2 separate regions of the Pan troglodytes genome follow, and region 2 is linked to region 1. A link is a contact called in public Hi-C data. All regions are on one chromosome and are shown on one strand. Each heading gives the region's core, a stretch centred on a gene start, on an enhancer-like site or on the middle of the called end of the contact. The rest is flanking DNA. Distances are from core to core; before and after follow the strand shown. Region 1 holds the start of HMGCR (3-hydroxy-3-methylglutaryl-CoA reductase). Region 2 holds the start of GCNT4 (glucosaminyl (N-acetyl) transferase 4).

Region 1 (4,032 bases), core at 680-3,179:
CAGTATTTGATTATAAACTATCTCACAGTGTTCTCAAATTAATAAATGTGTACATTTTGTCTCTTTGAAGCCAAGAACTGCGTCTTATATGGCAGTCATTTTCAATCCCAACAAGATCTAGCATTCTGCTGCTCAAGCGGGTATTCCAGAAAGAAGGAAAAAAAAAAAAAAAAAAACGAATCTTGCACTGGCAATCAGGAAATCTGGATTCTATACCCAATTAGCTCACATTCTATTACATGTTGTTTTTTAAGTCATATCTATTCTCTTCATTCACTTATGAAGCTAGAGCTCCAAAGTTCTCTGACAAAGATTAAGTGTTAAATGGAATCATATGAAACCGCTATTTTTGTAGGTTAGTTGAATTTTAAATACTGGCAATTTCACATGGGTCAACCTAAGTAGACCATGTAATTCCATAATGTGGCTATCTATAGTCTAGAAACTAGACCATAAAGGAATACAAAGAGTGTGTGCATGCACGCATACTCACACTCTTATCTTGAAATGGTTATCCCACATACCCGACAATTTTCATGTTAATGCTGTAACCTATGTGCAATTTTGTTTAACCTTCATGTTACTAATTCCCATTTGTTTTGGCCACCAAGTTTACCATAAGTTCTGGAAGAACACTACAACAAAGCAGGCCTGCAAAATCCAGCCTATCTCCAAAGTACTGTCCAGGTCTTTGCTAGATTATCTCTAAATTGCAAAATGCCTTTCACTGCATGGAGAGGAAAATAAATTCATAAGTAAACAAAAAGTACATTCTCTACCTTGTGGGACGCCGAAATCATGCACATTTAGTATAGCCCAGAAACAAATGCTTCCTACGACTCTGCAGGACCATGTCTAAGAAGGAATATCCTCAAATCCTGAAATATTTCAAACGACTACTTAAGAATGGAGTACATCGATCTCCCCCAACTGCAGAAATTAACTGTTCTATATTAGTATCTCCAAGGTACATTTTTCCTAAAAGAATATCAGCACCAAGGAGACTACGCCCCTTACCAAAAAAAAAAAAAAAAAAAAAAAAAAGGGAGAAGAATCTTTTGAGTCATCGTGCCAATCCCCACGTTGGGCTCCGCATCCTCTCAAGCCGTTCTCCTGTAAATAACCAGACACATCTACACCAATCCACGGTTCTTTCATGGTTCTAAGTTAGTCAGCAGCATTTACAGAGATCCTTCCCGTCACCTAAAAGAAAGGTGCTAACGAACAGCAGTTCCTGGGCGTGAATGCCCGGATCCCGGGATGCAGGCGCTTCTCCCGTCTGCCCTGCGAGCTGCCGGCCCGACAGCCCCATAGACCCCTAGCATTTCTCGAATCCAGGGGCCTCCGAGGTCACCCTGCCTGACACCCTTTCCGCCCCGATTATCGTGACCGTGCAGCCAGCACTGCCTACTCTGACTGAACAGGGCCGATGAACGCAGCTACGCCCCGCGGGTCCACCGATGATGACCGCAGTCACGAAGAGGCCAGACCGCCGCCCGCCTCTCAAGCCCACCCCGGGACCCCGGGTTACTCCAGCACTGATGCCGGCCGCCGCTCGGCCTGCCGGGCCTCAAGGACATTCCTTGCAGTCCCCGCGGGTCCGGGATGCCACACCGACAACGCGCAACCGCAGCCCCCTCCAGGTCCGCAGGAGCTGCCGGTAGCCACTTCCCAGGGCCGAGGGAAGCTCCAGAATTGCCACTAACACAGCCCAAACCCCGCTCCCACCCATCTCCGCCCCGCTCCCCGCCGCCCCGGCCCCTCTTCTCGGCCACCGCCCGCCTCACCTCCAGATCTCACTAGAGACCACCGAACCCCGGCGCCGGCGCTCAGCCTGTCTCCAGTTAACGCAGTCGCGGAGCGGAAGGAACCCTCACCTTACGCACGCTCGGAGCTGGACGAGCCTTCGACCAATAAGAGAGGATCGTTCGATTGTCTAGCCAATCGCCTGGGGGCTGCTCGGCCTGACGGCGCTACGTCACGAACGGTCGCCTTAACAACCGCCCACAGCTCTCTGCAGGGCCAAGAACAGGCACCGCACCATCTCTCACCACGGCTCGGCCAACCAATAGCCGTTCGAGTCCCAGCACTAGGGCCTGCCTATTGGTCCTAGAGCTGTGGGGGCGCACGCATGGCAGCTGCCTAGGCGGAGGCGATAGGGGACCAGGCGGGTGGAGTGTCCCACAGCCTCAGTTCCTGACCCGTGCTCGTCCTGGCTGTGAGAGTACAGTAGGAGGCAGTGATAGGAAGCAAAATCGGAGCGTGAGGGAAAACGCAGGGTCAGGTCGATGACTGAAAGCTCAGTTACTAGCGCGGGAGAGATGGAGGGAAGTGGAGGCGGCCATGAGAAAAAGAGGAATATAAAAAAGGGAAGGTGGCGGCGACGGGCACCTCAAACCTGTAACTGGCCGGTAGCCGAAACCAGCGCTTTCCCGAGATTTACCCATTAGTGTAAATGGCTCCGGTCACCTGCGTCTCTCTCTCTTGTGTGCGACATCCATTGCATACTGGATTCTCTCTGAAATGTGCCTCTCCTGCGTCTTCTGTGCGTTCCTTCTGCTCTCCGCCTGGTGCAGGGCTTTATTATGTCTTACTTAAAACAGTGCAATAGCCTCTCCTAACTGGTCTTCCCAGTCTTACACGCATGCACTTTCCAATCTGTCCTGCACAACTCCCACATGCAGTATGTGGCATACTACTTCCTATTATGCCATAGACCCAAATCAGCGTTTCTCATTGTCTACTGGATTAAAGAAAGAACCTGTCACCACTAATATGGCCCCACCACACATTTCTGACGTATCTCTACTTTCCTGTGCGAACCTTACAGTTCAGCCAGGAGTAACTGGCCCTTCTTCAGTCACACTCAGTACCTTTTTACCTCCCTGCTTATGTTCTCTTTGTTTACCTTGGATATGCCTACCCATTTTAACTGCTGAGATCCTAAATATCCCTTAAGGACTTTTTCATATACCACCTCCTTTCCTAATTCCCTCAAACACGTCATCACTCCCGACCTTGAAAACCCATAAAATTTCCGTAATATTTTTTTATTTGTCTTACTATCGTATATGGAAATTTATTAAGGACAGGAATTGTATTTCACTCAATTTTTAAAGCCCATATTTTGAAACACATTACGAAGAAAACACTAAACACTCCTTAGTTTTAATAAATGATTATAGATTCTTATAATCCTTATATAATAGGTATTATTCCCATTTTACAAAAAAGTAAAAACTAAAGTTTGTCAAGCAACTTGCTGTAGATCACATAGATAATGAGCAAAACTGGAATTTGAACCCAGATCTAATGCTTAGGCTGGTTCTACTGTTCCCCACTGCTTCAGTGTAAGACCTTCATTCATATCTCTTTACCAAATGTTGCCTTTGAAATGCTCATTATGTGAAGTACACACTGTGGTTGGCATGGGAGATATAGTGACAAACATGACAGATATAGTGCCTGCCTTTATGAACCTTGCACAGAAAAGAAAACGGGTGAACTACCCAAAGATTGCAGTGTTCTCTTAGCAGCCTTGTCAAAAAAAAAAAAAAAAAAAAAAAAGAGAGAAAAGTGTGTAAGTACCGAGAGCCTAGAACCTGTCATATTTTTAATGCCGCTAGAAGTCTCAAGGACCAAATATCTCAGAAGTTACAGGTTGTACACATGCCTACTAATGTAATTCAAATAAGGACTATAAAGTTGTTACCAAAACAGGCTTTAGCCCAAGATTTAGAAATTTTCATTCGCAAACTGCCTAATTGAGAACTCCAATAGGAATATGAGTTCCAAAGCAAGCAATAAAGAAACACCAGTTGTCTAGTTTTATGCTCTTAAAATAAATTCTATATCCTTCCCAAAAGGTATTTCAAAAGAATCTTTATAGCACTTAATAATTTGTACTTAGTGATAAATCACAAAATTTGGTATGGACACAAGGTAGAAAGGGAGGGTGGGGGAAGCGCCAAGGAAGTCCATGTGCCGCTTCCTCATATGCATTTAACCCTTCAAGGAAAGAGTTTATAAAAG
Region 2 (3,992 bases), core at 957-3,456, 290 kb after region 1:
GATCCTCCCGCCTCAGCCTCCCAAAGTGCTGGGATTACAGGCATGAGCCACTGTGCCCAGTGAAGAGAGCACTTTAAAGCATGCTAATTGTTATAGCATTACAGCATGCTATTAGTACAGTAAGAGTAATTCACCATGTTCTTATACTCAGGATGGTAGGTATTTGCATCCCTTCAGTCTTTCATTTCTGCATGAAACTCAAGAAGCAAAATTCTGCCAGGCATGCTCTTCCCCTTGGAGCTGTGTTTCTGAGAAGCTCTCCTTATTTCTCTTTGCTTTTTCAATTTTTCCCTCACAGATGTGTTTGAATCACCCTCACCTTTGAGTGAAGTCTTGTAGCCGTATCCTCAGTGACTGTGCCCCTTTGGCTGAATTCCTTGTGTACAGCTGCCATTTGGTCCCTAGATTTTCATTTGGCTCCAGTTAGTTGGCTCTTAGTGACGCCTGTCTTTATGTTCTCAGTGCAAGGACTACCTCTGTAACTAGAGTTTCTTGGAGGGCAGGGGCTGTGACTTACACCTCTTTGCATCCTTAGCTCAGGCAATATGTTTTTATTAACAATGACTTTTGGAGACTGCACCAGGTTAAACAGCATTCTCTGAAAATTCATGTCCACGTGGAACCTGTGAAAGTGACCTTATTTGGAAATAGGGTTTTTGCCAAGTAATCAAGTTAAACTGAGGTCATACTAGATTAGGGTGGGCCCTATGTCCAATGACCAGTATCCTTAAAGAAGAGGGAAATGTGTTTGCAGAGGACACACAGGAAAAGGCCAGAGACTGGAGTGATACAGCTGCAAGCCAAGGAATGCCAGGAATTATCAGCAATCACCAGAAGCTAGGAGGGGGCACAGCGGGATCCCAGCCTTGCTAACACATTGATTTCAGGCTTCCAGCCTCCAGAGCTATGAGGAAATACATTTCTGTTGTTTTAAGTTGTGCAGTCAGTGGTATTTGTTAGGCAGTCCTAGGGAGAATAACACAGGAATGCTGAGCACAATGAGCAAGCTTACAATGTGGCAGAGACCATTCTGGGGCCACTACCATCTTTGGGCAACCCACTGTCAGAAGACCTGCAGGGCCGGTTACAACAAGTTTTTAAGGGATGAAAGAGAGTAACCCGGCCAAGCGCAGTGGCTCACATCTGTAATCCCAGCTCTTTGGGAAGCGAGGCAGGCAGATCACCAGGTCAGGAGTTTGAGACCAGGCTGGCCAATATGGTGAAACCCGTCTCCACCAAAAGTACAAAAATGAGCTGGGCGTGCTGGTGTGCGCCTGTAGTCCCAGCTACTCAGGAGGTTCAGGCAGGAGAATCGCTTGAACCCAGGAGCGGAGGTTGCAGTGAGCCGAGAGTGCACCACCTTACTCCAGCCTGGGAGACAGAGCAAGACTCCGTCTCACAAAAAAAAAAAAAAAAAAAAAAGAGCGTAACTTAAGGCAGTGAGTAGAAAGGAGAGGGAAACAGCTGGGTATGGTCTGAGAATAAAACAATCCAAAACAAAAATTGGAAACTTTATGATGAATAGGTTTTTAAGAAATAGTTTGCTTTAGGACAAAATAGTTGATTTGGAAGTTGGAAATAGAGGAGCAAGTGAGTGAATGGATATCCACTTTATGACATGATATACGCAAAATAATAAAATTGACCTCTTTAGGAGGAAGTGCATGTATTTCCTAGCATGGCTTGTTTGAGATGTGTAAGCTGTGGTTAATGATGGCTAGTGGTCCCTTTAAATTCCAGTCTTGGAGACCTCCGTGGTTAAGAGCATGGACACCATTCGGACCACCCACTTACTGGCAAGTTATTTCACCTCACCTGCCTCCCTCTCAGCATCTGTAAAACCAGAATTAAAATAGCACCTCCCTCATAAAGTTGTGAGGATTGAAAGAGTTAATCCGCATAAATTGCTTAGAACAGTGCCCAGGGTGGATAATAGAAGCCTTAATTGTTTTTACCATCATGACTATCGCCATCATCATGTGCAAATGAGGGAGACCCAGGAAGTGTAAATTATTATTCCAGAAAGAGGCGGTCCCATGGGGAGAAAATGAAGGCAAAGCTGGCCATTTGCTTGAAAGTACGTCTGTAAAACGAATATTAAAACACTTGCTCTCTGAACACAGGGAGTTTTTAAAAAGGCGTGGGGGCTGGGGTAGACTTAAAGTCTCTCTACTGCTTTGGGCAGATTCCAGATTCTGGGAGTGAAGCATATGGGGACCCATGTGACCCTCCCTCTTTGAGATTCACTGGGTCCTAGGTCCTAGGTCCTACCCAGCTCTCCACCCAACAGCCATGCACATTGCAGGCCCTCAGTCAACACTGATTGACGCAAGGGATAAAGGAACAAACCGACTGGGATTGACTTGTCTGGTGCCACTCCCTGCCCTGAAAGGCAAGCCCTGGGAGCCCCCGGCCCCGAAAGGACGTGGAGCCTCGCGGGAGACTCCTGGAAGTGCGTGAATAGCAAGCACAGCGTGGTGCGCCCGCTTTACAAGTTAGCATATTCACAAGAACCCGCTCGGAAGGCCAAGTCCTTGATGTCGGCCAATTGGTTAAGTAGCTGTGTGCTTTCTTTCCAGTGCACTTATTTGGTGATCCCGATTGGCGTCCGCACAGCCGCCACCCTCACTCCCGCTTGAGGATAAAAAGCAAGCCAATTTGGCATGTAGGCACTGTTTGAAAAACAACTTTGCACTCTAGTTATTCGGCAAAAAGCTCCACCTTCCCACGCTGCTGATAATATTTCTCGCGGCTGCGTGGGACACTCCTCGTCTCACCCATGAGAGCGAGCTGCCTTCTGTCTGGTTGGGCGATTCCTGCAGGGCCTGAGCCTCCGCAGAGCCCGGCGTTCAAGGAGAAAAAAGGAGCCGCGGATGTGAGTTTGCTTTGTCACTGCCTTGTGAGCGACTTTGGGCAAGTTACTTAGCTCTCCTCACCTCAGATTTCTTGTCTAATGTGGGAGGGAACCGAACGTGGATGACGCTCTGGGCAGCGGCGGAGAGCCGAGATCACCGCGCGCGCCTGAGAACTTTGTCCGAAGCGCGGCCCGGGGACTGGGAGCGCAGGGCAGGGAGTTCCCTCTGCGGGAGCACGGAGGCGCTCCTACTTTCGCCGCACGTCACGGGGGCCGCTCAGCGCTCTCCCACCCCGGGCCGGGCGAGAGCGGCTCCCCAACAGGGCGACGGAGGAGCGCGGCGAGAGCGAGCCGCCGCGGAGAGCCTGGGAACCCAGAGCGCAACCCTCGGCCCCCGCCGGGGCGGCCTCCGCAGCCGCACGGACCCCGCGTTCGGGGCTGGCCCGCTCCCTCTCGTAAGTCGACTTGGCCACGCGGGGGAGCGAGGGTCGCCCGGGGCTGGAGATGTTAACCCGGTCTCAGCCTCGTCTCCGCCGGGACGCCCCGACCCTCTGCTCCTCACGACTTTCGTTTTCCCGCCGGGGAAAACTTCGGCGCCGCGTCCATCTCCAGGCGGCAGGCGGGGGCGCCCTCTCGGAGCTGCGCGGGGAATCGGGCTGAACCCCGGCCTCTCTCCGCGCCTGCAGGAGCCCCGGGGCCACCAGAGCGCGCGGCGGGCGGACACAGCGTCACGGGCTGGGTGGGCGACCCCGGCGCGCGCCTAGCAGACGCCGCAACTTCGGGGCTCCCCGCGGCAGCCGCCGCCTGCGGCCAGACGCGGGGAAGTTCCCCGAGGCCAGCGGGGGGAAAGGGCGGCGGGCGGCGGGCGCGGAGCGTGTCCTGGATAACGGGCGCGGGCCGCGGCGCCGGCTTCCTGGGCTCGCGGGCGGAGTGGAGCCGCCAGGCTGGAGTCGCGAGCGCGCCGGCGCCGGGCTTTCCCGGGACTCTCCCCAAGTGCCAAGAAGCGGCTCGTGGGCGCGCCCTTGCCGGGAGCAGGGGCATCCCGCCGTCCTGGCCCTTCAGAGCCTAGCGCCGCCCAGCCTGGCCCGCGCCGCTGCGGGGCGCAGGGGACCCGGGGGAGCTACTGAGCCCGGCTTCG

The links. A called contact is a pair of places that touch in the nucleus more often than the background predicts.
Region 2: a contact with region 1 is called in a Hi-C map of stem cell-derived neural progenitor cells, with 4 times the contacts expected there. The contact joins the promoter of GCNT4 here to the promoter of HMGCR in region 1. A contact is called at or near these places in 3 of 7 Hi-C or Micro-C datasets (induced pluripotent stem cells and stem cell-derived neural progenitor cells) and 1 of 1 datasets of contacts at active chromatin or transcription factors (stem cell-derived excitatory neurons).

Annotation. Positions count from the first base shown.
Region 1 is chr4:40,697,883-40,701,914 of NHGRI_mPanTro3-v2.0_pri, forward strand. HMGCR (3-hydroxy-3-methylglutaryl-CoA reductase) reads right to left here and starts at 1,930. Exons shown (of 20, transcript XM_016953130.4): 1 at 1,788-1,930.
Region 2 is chr4:40,990,954-40,994,945 of NHGRI_mPanTro3-v2.0_pri, forward strand. GCNT4 (glucosaminyl (N-acetyl) transferase 4) reads left to right here and starts at 2,207. Exons shown (of 2, transcript XM_009449015.5): 1 at 2,207-2,875.